Linked DNA regions of Mus musculus: region 2 is linked to region 1. Evidence: chromatin contacts called from public Micro-C data. All regions are on one chromosome and are shown on one strand. The core of a region is the stretch at or near the end of the contact, and the rest is flanking DNA. Distances in the headings are between cores, read along the strand shown. Region 1 has its middle 22 kb from the start of Gm30657. Region 2 overlaps Med13l (mediator complex subunit 13-like).

Region 1 (4,920 bases), core at 1,437-3,936:
AGCCAGATCTGACAAATGCAGAAAGAAATGGAGCTATCCTGGGGTCACCTAGGGTGATGAGACCCGTGAATGCAGAATTGAAAGGCTGAAAAGGGGCCGAGGGCAGGCCTGGTACCTGGCTGGGAAGGAGATTTCTCAGAGGAACCCTTGAATTATCAGCAGCTTAGCTGGGACTGAGACCTCAGAGGGAGACGACTTGTTCAGGAGGGAGAGTTCTGTGGTAGCTGTCTTCGTCTTGTAACCCTCATTCTCTGGCCTTAAGGTGGGTGCTCCCTCTGCTCAGATCTGCAGCCACCAGCACAATGTCAGCCTGGATCTAACACAGGGGCATTTAGACCAGCGGTTCACAACCTGTGTGGATCTCGACCCCTTTGGAGGTCCCCTTAGATATTCACGTTACCATTCATAACGGTAGCAAAATTGCAGTTAGGAAGTAGCAATGAAAATGTATGTCCACAACACGAGGAGCATCATTAAAGGGTCACAAAGTTAGGAAGGTTGAGAACCACAAGGCGTTCCGTGCAAAAAGGCTAGTTGAGCAGTTGGCAACGTATAGGATCATGCAGCAACTTTGCTTTATAGAAAAAAAAAAAAAACATAAAAGAGAATTGTATGCCTAGGGCCAGGCTGACATTCTATCCAGACCATTAACGAGTCGGAGGAACCTGTTTGCTCTTGGAACCTTCTACTCTAAAATAGGAGCCGGGACGGAAGTTGACAGATCAGCTTTGACCAGGGGAGGGTGTGGGACAGCTGAAGGCTTGAGGGTGTGTGTGGGTGTGCTGATTTTCTAAGACTGGAGACAGCACGTGAATGAAGATTCTCCCTACGGCTTTGGGGGACGATGGGGGGAGGGGGGCTGTGGGGAGAGTTGGGGAATGCCACATCAGACATTCCATCCCTCTGAGTGGGCCTCTAGGCCTGAACCTCAGGTAGAGAATTGAGAAAGAACTTCCCGCTTTGGTCCAGCGCCCCTCCCCCATGCCCCACCCCGGTAGCCTGGGGGCTGTATGTTTTACCTGCAAGGCACTTAACTTCTTCGAGGAGTGTCCTTACCTACAAACTAGAGGTCAATGCGGTGTGTACTCCCATGACTTGGGGACACAACTGGTGTTGGCTCTAGTGTCTAGACCTCTTTAATTTTAAGCACGGTGGGCAGTGATCCGGTGTACGGCCGCGCTGTAGGTACTGAGCAGGCGCAGTTCCAGTCTGGAAGTCTGTCTCTAGGTTTTCATCTGGCCTCTACTCTGCCATTCTACCGGCAGCTCCCGGGCAGGTGGGGAGGAGGCTCTAGCCTCGGCCTTCCTCGGGCTTTTAAAATGTAAATCTACCCCCTGCAGCCCCCATACCTCTTGGGCTAACTGCCTGCGCCAGAGCTTTTCTTTCACCGGTAGGGGCCTGAAGCCAGGGAAGTGGCTTACTGGGAGTACCAGGAGGAGCCCATTGAAAGACGGGGCCCTCCTGTGTAGTGTGGACTCCACCTGGCATTCCGGATTTACAGAATGGGCTGACGGGATGTGAGTGGTTGGAGCTGGGGAGGCTGTGACTATTGACAGCGTGAGTCCTGGGGTGCAGCGGGAGACCAAACAAACAGAGAAATGACCTTCAAAGATCAAGGTGACAGTCAGCATCACCCACTGTGCAGGTTGGGTTTATGTCAACTTGACACAGGCTAGGGTCATCTGAGAGGAGGGAACCTCAGGTAGAAAACATCTTCCTAAGATCTGGCTGCGTGCAAGCCTCTATGCAGGGCATCTCCTTAATTAATGGTTATTATGGGGGTGGGACAGCTCATTGTGGATGGGGACCACACCTGGGCTGGTGGTCCTGAGTTCTATACGAAAGCAGGCTGAGCAAGCCATCAGGAACAAGCCAATAAGCCGCATTCCCTTCATGGCCTCTGGATCAGGTCCGGTCTCCAGGTTCAAGCCCCGTTTGACTTCCTGTCTTGACTTCCTTCAGTGACCGCACAGTGCCACATAAATCCTTTGCTCCCCAGGTTGCTTTGGTCATGGTGATCCACCACCGCAGTAGTGAGCCTAAGACACCTGTCATCTACTCTGTAGGGTTGTCACCCAAACCTGCCGTTTCTGCGGTATGATTATGAACCACTTAACAACAACGACACCACAGATGAGAAAACTGAGGCACAGAATGTTGGCATGACAGGCAGAGTCCACAGGCCAAGTTCTCTTCGGCTTAGCTAGAGATTGTGTGTGTGTGTGTGTGTGTGTGTGTGTGTGTGTGTGTGTGTGTGTGTAAAGACGTGATGTAGAAGCTACGGGTGCCCACAAGTCTCTTCTGGCTATGATGGTGCCTTCAGTGCAGCCAGGCAGAATTCAATCCTTGGGCGCTTTCCTAAATTTAAGCTCTAAACGCCACCCTGGGGGCATCCCTCCATGCTTTCTCTTTCTCCTTGTTATGTAGATGAAGTTTCTCCAGGAATCCTCCACCCTACCTTTCTCCTTTCGGACTCCCCTCCCCTCTATTGAGGGGAAATCCCAAAGTTTATCCTGCGTCTGAAACAGGCCTGGCTGAGGTAGAGCTTTGGGGCAGAAAGGGACAGAATTTAGGAACTGGCAGACCGGAGGGTTTGTGGCTACCTCAGGGTTTTATCTCTTCACACTCTCCCCCTAAGCTCAGCAAGCGGTGTTCCCGCCTCCGCAGCCGCTCAGTCCCACCTGCCCACCTGCTGCTACTTACAAATGGCCTCCCTGCGCCTCCAGGCACTGTTTATCCGCTCCCTACACACCCACCAGCTTCCCGGGGACAGGAAGAATTTTATCTCTAGGGCTGAAAATGCACTCTCTAAGGCCCAGGACCCAATCGTCTTTCCTTCCAGTACTTGGCTCTAATCCACTTACTAGGCATTCAATAAATCTCGCGGAGTGCCTTAGAAATGGCTTCAATGAGAGCGCAGTCTGGGCTGTGGGCACACTCCAATAGGAAGGCCACAGCTACGGGCCCAGCTCCCGCACCCCAAATCTGTCTTTTCCTTTGTGGTTATCTGGTGCATTCTGGGAATGTAATCAGACACCCTGGGTGCCCAATGATCTCATCCCAGCGGTTCCTACCCTCAGCTTCAAAGTGGCAATTGCACGTTTGTTTATTTGATTGGTTGTTAATATGATTGAGTTATGGGCTGGTTGTTTGATTTGTTTGAGAAAAGGTATCCTTTGGCTTAGGCTAGCCCAGACTGGCCTTGAACTTCTTTCTAATGCCTCCACGTCTCAAAAGTATGCACCACCACCCCTCATTTGCTTTTGTTTTGTTCAACTGGTGGTGGGGAGGGGCCGGGACTGAATCGCTTATGTAGCTCAAACTGGCCTCAAGGCTATGATCCCCTGCCTCAGAGTGCAGAATTACACTGATATGTACCGCTCGCCCCACTGTTCTTTTGAGACAGAGTTTCACTTCTATAGCCCAAGCTGGCCTTAAATTTAAGGGCCTCCTGCTTCAGCCTCACAAATACTGTGAATTTCTTTCATTATATCCAATGAGAGAGCAAACCTGAGGTTTGGTCCTTCCTTTGATAGGCCTCAGAAGAGCTGAGAGAGCTTGAACATATGAATCTTTGAATGGGAGAAAGGACCAGCTCCTGGTAGGTTGTTCTCTGATCTTCACATACTCATTCCATGAACACACAAATAAATAAAGAACTCAAAAGTTAAAAAAACAAAAACCAAACCAAACCAAACCAAACCAACCAACCAAACCCCACAAGGGCTGGAGAGATGGCTCAGGGGTAAGAACACTGAACACTCTTCCAGAGGTCCTGAGTTCAATTCCCAGCAACCACATGGTTGCTCACAACCATCTGTCATGGGATCTGATGCCCTCTTCTGGTGTGTCTGAAGATAGCTACAGTGTACTCCTATACGTAAAATAAATAAATCTTTTTTTTAAAAAACCCCACAAAAGTTAAAATGTGTAAACAAAGTAAATAAAATAGCCAATAAAAATTTTAAAAAGAAACAAAACACCCTCCAAACAAAAAAGTAAGTTTTTAAAAACAAATTCACAGCCCAGAAAAAAAAAGAAAGAAAATGAAAATGTGAGAGAGGAGAGAGAGAGAGAGAGAGAGAGAGAGAGAGAGAGAGAGAGAGAGATCCAGTTGCTAAAAGCATTCACTGTTCTTGTAGAGGATCTAGGTTCAGTTCCCAGCATGGTCACCTCTAACCCAGCTCCACGAGACTCAACACCCTTGTCTGGCCTCTGAGGACACCCACATGCACTGCACACACACATCAAAAACTGATAATGTTCATATTTACAGCCAAGAAGGAAAGACAAAGCACAGTTGTTGGGAGAGAGTGAGGCTATTTCTCATGCCCCTGGGAGCCTCCTTCTCTGCCTCAGGTGACAAGCAGGTAACAAAAAACCACAGACTGCCTGCGCCACCTACAGGGTCCAGAGCCTGGCGTCTGGATAAAGAACCAAGAGCAACCTCTTAACTCAGTTGTCTGCCCCTCTTGTGACTCCAAAGTTAGGATATTACAGAACAAAAGTCTATAAATGGCTTTTTATGGAGAAGGACAGGAAAAAATGTCAGAGAGATGGCTGGAAGTGGAGGATTCCGGTCCTACAGGCACAAAGCTCAGGGTGAGATACCGGGGCACAGAGGAACCCTCTTGCCTGAAGGTACCTTTGCTAACACTCAGCTGAGAAGCCTCTTTGTCTAGTGGGAGGGCTAGGGGTTGGTTTGGCTGATGGAGATGCCCCAGGGGTTTACTGGAGTCTCTTTGGGCAATTGTGAAAGCATGGTGTTTGGGTGTCAGAGATAGGGTTAGAGACCAGGAAGCTCCAGGATTCAAGATGTGTTTCTGAGCAAAGACTGGGCTGGGCTAGGAAACACTGGGGTGGGGTGGGGGGTTGGCATTGGAGATTGTCATGTGGGCAACTGCTACTCCTGGCTTTCTG
Region 2 (5,688 bases), core at 119-2,618, 330 kb before region 1:
GCCAAAATGAGAATATACTGATCATATTGAATTGTTCAGAATGTAATACTTTACTGACACTCGGCTTTCCAAGTTTCTCCATGTTATTCTGATGTGGTCACTGGAAAAAAATCAACAGGGATGGACAGGGCCTTGCTCTCTATGGCAGGTTAGCCTGATACTTTTGACCACAGCCTTAGTTGTCTGCCTGGGTGTGCATGGGTATCCTAGGTGTGCATGGTTGTACTTAACTTGCACAAGACCCTTGCTCTCTGTTCCATCAGAGACCCTGGGGGCCAAGTTGCTAGTGAGGCACCTGTCCATCGCCCATTTCCAAACCACAGTACATCAGAGAGCACCCAGAAAGGCTCAGCTCTCAAGGCACAGGATAGCTTCTGTCTGCTTGTTGTTTTGAAGATCCAGTCTTGGGTCTGGGGCAATATCTCAGCTAGTGACAGAAAGGCTGAGTGTGTGCCCCAGAACCCGTGTAAAGCAGTGAGCAACAGTGCACACTATAATCCAATAGCAGGAGGAGGGAAGGGGAGAGGAGGTGGACACAGGCCAATCTCAGGAGCACGGTGAGAGACAGGAAGAGACTGGCTGGCATCTGGCACGTGCATCCACATGCACACACATGCACATCCACACAGTGTCTCCGGAGCTCAGGCTGGACTCTGGGCTTGAACTCAGTAAGTAAGTAAGGATGACTTTCAACTCCTGGTTCTTTAGCCTTCTCTTTCAAGTTCTGGGATTACAGGCATGCACCATTAAATTTTATGCCCTGATGAAAACAGTGAAACAGAGTCCGTGCATCTGAGGTGCATTCCATAACAAAGAATTAGTGCTCTAGTCAATCGAACATACTTATCTGTGGCAGAGAAGGTCAAACTGAGTTTTCCATGCAGAGCCACTCCCAGGCTCTGCTCCCTAACCTTTGTTCTTCTGCCCAGGGCTGACACCTGCATCACCTCTTTGGAATAGGAAATGAAGTGTCCCTGCACCTCCTGTGTGGTGAACTGAGTGCACACACTGTGTGTCCCTGCACCGTGGGGAGAAGTGGACTCTGCTGCTCTGCACAAGCAGCAGTGTCTCTGAGCACCACCCTGTCCTGCACTCCTCAGGGGCAAGGAGGAAGGAGCGCCACTTTCCCACTCAGTCAGAGCTACCTTAGAACGTCAGATGTGGTCTTGGAGTCCAGAGGGTGTGGAGCCCGCTGAGAGGTCCTGGCAGGAAGGAGCTCATCGGTCTGCGCTACAGAGATGTGGTGATGCAGGGAAGCCTGGGGAAAGACCCGAGAACTTTGTTTCTTTCCAGGTGCAGAGCAGCACAGTGGAGAATGAGCGCGGCCCCAGCCCAGGCTCCGGCTCCTCAGTCATGCAGAGGCAGGCTGCTGTGTGCCTGAGTCCCAACTGCTGAGTCATCTCCTGGGACACACTACTGTCCTAGAGGTAAGCTCAACACTAGTTTCAGGGGCCTCTCTTTCTGGTCTAACCGACTTCATTTTGCTTCTTGAGAAAACAAGCTGACTGGTGTGTGTGCACTCAACAGCACACACGTGAGGTCAGAAGACAGCCTGGCGCACTGATCCCTGCCACCAGACGCACCCGGCCGGGGCTTGGGGGCTCTCTGACTGACTGGGCCATCTCACCAGCATACCTTGCTTCTAACACAACAGTCGAGCACATGAAACAGCAGTTCCTATGTAGTGCTGTATGCCCTGCCACCAAAGCTGGGACAGTGGCCACTATTTGTCACTTTCTTTTCAGTATTTTACCTTTGAAATATTTTAAAACAAACCAAATACTCTATCATTTCTCTTGTAAATTTAGGAAGTAATGCTTACAGATGAGAACCTTTAAGAACTGTATCGCGCGCGCACACTGAATGTGATTCCTTTGTATCAGCTAATGGGCTATATAGTCAAGTCTCTCTGATGTTCTCAAAACTTTCTCTTCCGTCCTCCAGCTATGGGCTAAGCTGCCGTGAGGGGTGTCGAGGCTCTGCAGTCTAGATGTGGCTCTTCATACTGTGGGGCTTCTCAACCCCTCTACCCTTCAGACCCCTCACAATCCCTACTGTCTGATCTGGAGATTTAATTGCAGGTGCACCTCCAGGGTGGGCAGGCAGAGGACCTCGAGGACAGGCAGGCAGGCGCATTCCACAAGGTGGGCACATAATCAGAGGACACAGAGGCGCTGACTGTCTGCTGTCCCAATACAGACAGAGACTAACCTCCACGAAGGAAACGGCCATTTCCTTCATGCTCAGCTGTCAGGTGAGCAAGGCGCTCCATCACAGCGTTCCGTGCCCGCCTGTGCCTGGTATCTCTGAGTAGAGTGACACACTACCGCCTGTTTGTCACCTCCTGTTTGGATACGACCCTAACAGTCCTGGGGACTCTCCCTGCTCTGCTGACTGACTAGGTGTCCCTCCTACACTGGAGTATTTCCCACAGGTTACTCCATGTCCCCTCCATGCCACACAAGAGTGGCTCACAGCTCTGCCCACTGAGACGACACCAGTGCTGCAGAGCTGGCTCAGCTGGCCCTTACTCACAGCACGGCATGCCGCTTCCCCTCATCTCTTGCTCCCGTCACTGGGCTGGCTTACTCTGTGGCAGGGTTGCTGTGCCCTTCAGCCTTGTTTCAGCTCACAAGTCATATGACCTCCCACCTCAGCCACCTTCACAGCCAGGCATGGGCATGATAAGTACCTACATCATTTCTCACATCTGCCAGCATCCAATGGCTGGAGGTGGGTATGCTGTGCCACAGGGGGAGCTCAGGGCTGTCATCACTCAGTTGACTCCCTTATAAGAGTCCTCTCCCCATGGCTCCCACCATGGTATACTCTCAAACCTCTCTCTCTTTCTGCCAAAAATGAGAAATGGATGCCCTCTGAGGCTCCTTTACACTCTGCACGTGTGGGCCTTGTTTTAAGGGCACAATCAATAAAAGCCATACAAGGAGGAAAACGCACAGATGTGAAAGGTTTGAATGGCCCTGGCTCTGCTCTATGGAGGACGGCTCCAGTATGCAGCCAGGTAGGACTGTGCTGTGGCTTCCTGGCAGTCATCAGTACCGACTAGGAGAGTCAGGTTGTGTGAACTCACTTCTTGACAGCAAGTCGGGGTCCCTTTTCTGAAGTCCACTCTTCTGTAACTAAAACCTCCTCAGACTTTAAGTGACAAGTGACACAGGAGCACAAAGAGCCTGGGTCAGCGAAGAGGAGATTTCTAGCTCCAACCAAATGAAAACACATGCCAGAGACTTGTCTTAAACCCCAGCGTGCATCTACCAACCTTCAGGAAGAGTGGGCACTGGTTCCGGGCCTGGGGGCACGATGACCAAAACCACTGCGGGAGGTTCTCCGCTTTGGCAGTGGACACAAAATACCCAAGGGCCAGGGGCTGCTGCTTGAGTTCCTCTGGAGCCTCCCGAGACAGAAGCCGCTCTCCCTGGCTCTGAAAAACAAGGCCCAAAGCACAATGAGCATCACCAGGCACTAACAGCAGCTTTCATCTTGACTATGCACACTAGTGACAGTCCCCTGCCTGCAGTACCTCCCACCAAAGCCCTTGGGGACTAAGCAATGTGACCTGGAATACACAGGTCTCTGCAGTGAAGTCAGGCATCTGACAAACACTATCGACCAGACAAAGGTTTTGGAAAAATGGATACAGTGATCCCAGAAGCACAAGGCACCCGCTCTGGAGCTGTGTGTCACTGCATGCTGAGATGGAAGACCCCAGCATCCTCAGGGGCATCTAGGACCCCTAGAGTGCACCTGCTCTCCATCATCACCTTCCCTGGATTAGAACTGAGCACCACAGCTCAGAGTCTGCAGGGAGCAATGCTCCTGCCACCCTGTGTGCTCGCTGTGTGGGAGTGCTGAGTGAGTGTGCTGTGAGTGAGTGTCGTGTGCCTCTCGGAGTCTTCTGTGCCTCTCTGCATCAAGCACTTCCCACCTGTCGGTGACTACTGAGATTTAAAAGGTGCCTTTAGTACAAGTAATGGTAAGTGGTCAGTTTGTCTTTAATGTCTCCTATGTAGAGAAAGAAAATGATCCTTATTAATTTACTACATCAAGTCCTATCAACTCTGATTCTGGATAGAGAAAAGTAAAATAAAATTATTCTGGCCAAAGATAAAAAGTGAAGTCAGGACACAGTAGAACACACACACACACATATCTGTGCACATAATCCTCAAACTCAGGAAGAAAGGTTAAGGCAGGAGGATCGGACTTGAAGGCAGCCAACTTGAGGCCTGCTGTGAAACAAAGACAAAGCCTTGACCTCCTGGTCCTGTGTGATGACTTAGCTAGGGATAAACAGTTCAGGAAGAAAAAACGCTCAAAGACTCTGGGAGGCTCCAGGCTGAGGGGCTCAGAACTGAAAGCATCAACAGCTGAGATCTTAGGAATGCTACAGTGAACCCAAGCAGTAAGCACATGACGGCGTCATGACGGGGTCACGGCGGGGTCACCACAGGCTGCCATGCACCAATCACGGGAATATGATTTCAAACTGCTAGAATAAAACCTGACCTTTCAGTTTCTGTCAAAATAAACATCAGGGAACAAACAGCTTGTCACCCCCTGGCCAGTAGCCGGAAGGAATCCCAGGCATTTACCATTTCTTCCTCCCAGGAGGAGAAGCACTGGTCAGGCAATGACTGAGGGCCCTGCTGGCCCCTGTCCCTTCAGCTGCTCTATGACTAAAGTGACTCTATTCTAACCCTTCCTTCTCCTCATCACCCTAAGTGACAGCAGCGCTGGCAGCATGGTCCCCTCTACAAGTCAGTACACACGGGGTGGCTGGCACTTGCTCAGGGAGAGACAGCACACAGCAACTCCTTACTGACTAAATCCCTCCTCAGAACCTCGGTCACATGTACAATCTGGCTGTGAGGTAGGTCTAAGTCACTGGCTGGGACAAAGCTGACAGAGCTAGAGGGCAGTTCTTGACCTTCAAACCTTTCATTAATCCACGGCATTTAAAGATGGAGCTGGCACCGGGCTTGGCTCCCTCACTGGCTTGTAGCAGTGATCCGGACACATCTGAGAACTATGCCCCTGCAGGCTGCTGCCAACATGACCAGCGCTGTATACGAGAAAGTATAGGAGAAAGACTAACTTCCTAATAAAGGGAGCATTAGGAATGCCCGAATGTTTCTTTCCAAATCCCTGCTCCCCGAGATAGGTAGGAGAGCTGTGCACCTGAGACCTCGACCTCTGGGGAGAGTCATGAGCAGTCAAAGCAGGGCTGGAGAGGAGAGGGTTTCCTGAGCCTGTGGTTGTTCTCAGCAACCTCCTTCCAACATCCTTACCCGACTGTGCTGGAAGTGAGAGCCCACACCGATTCCAGAGGGAGAGCCCGGGGAGGGAACCGGAGAGGAGTTGGGAGAGGAGTGGAGGTTCCCGGTCATGAGGATGCCAATGTCATTGTCCATGTCGTCTGGGAATGGAAGGTCTACAAACATGTCATCTAGAGGGAAACACAGGGAAGTTAAAAAGTCACCTCGCTCCACCTTGCCATCCGGTGTTCTGTTAACCTTCAACCCCACAGGCATGCTGTGGTACCTAACAGGTGCCCACTGTGTGCAAGTGCTACACACTGTAATTTGTTTTCTCTCCAGTGACCTCCTAACCAAGTAAACACACCGTGGAGAAATCACAGCCAGGGAGGAAAGCCCGCAATTCCTTTCA

The links. A called contact is a pair of places that touch in the nucleus more often than the background predicts.
Region 2: a Micro-C map of embryonic stem cells shows a contact between it and region 1, with 4 times the contacts expected there. The contact joins two enhancer-like sites. A contact is called at or near these places in 1 of 15 datasets of contacts at CTCF or cohesin (stem cell-derived epiblast-like cells), 13 of 484 Hi-C or Micro-C datasets (the G1E-ER4 cell line, embryonic stem cells and trophoblast stem cells), 9 of 115 datasets of contacts at active chromatin or transcription factors (all in embryonic stem cells) and 1 of 9 other capture datasets (embryonic stem cells).

What each region holds. Positions count from the first base shown.
Region 1 is chr5:118,433,262-118,438,181 of GRCm38.p6, reverse strand. No RefSeq gene overlaps it. Among named protein-coding and RNA genes, the nearest start is that of Gm30657, 22 kb to the right of the region's middle. RefSeq lists enhancers at 199-2,138, 2,149-3,531, 3,128-4,312 and cis regulatory regions at 1-4,920, 1-4,920. Within about 2 kb of position 2,686, at least 35 of the 459 cell types and tissues checked have an H3K27ac peak or open chromatin away from gene starts, as enhancers often do. A contact at or near this core is called in embryonic stem cells and stem cell-derived epiblast-like cells, where this site is marked.
Region 2 is chr5:118,756,856-118,762,543 of GRCm38.p6, reverse strand. Med13l (mediator complex subunit 13-like) reads right to left here. Exons shown (of 31, transcript NM_172424.4): 28 at 5,310-5,467; 29 at 3,281-3,442; 30 at 1,146-1,258. Among named protein-coding and RNA genes, the nearest start is that of Gm42015, 84 kb to the left of the region's middle. Within about 2 kb of position 1,368, at least 17 of the 459 cell types and tissues checked have an H3K27ac peak or open chromatin away from gene starts, as enhancers often do. A contact at or near this core is called in embryonic stem cells and stem cell-derived epiblast-like cells, where this site is marked.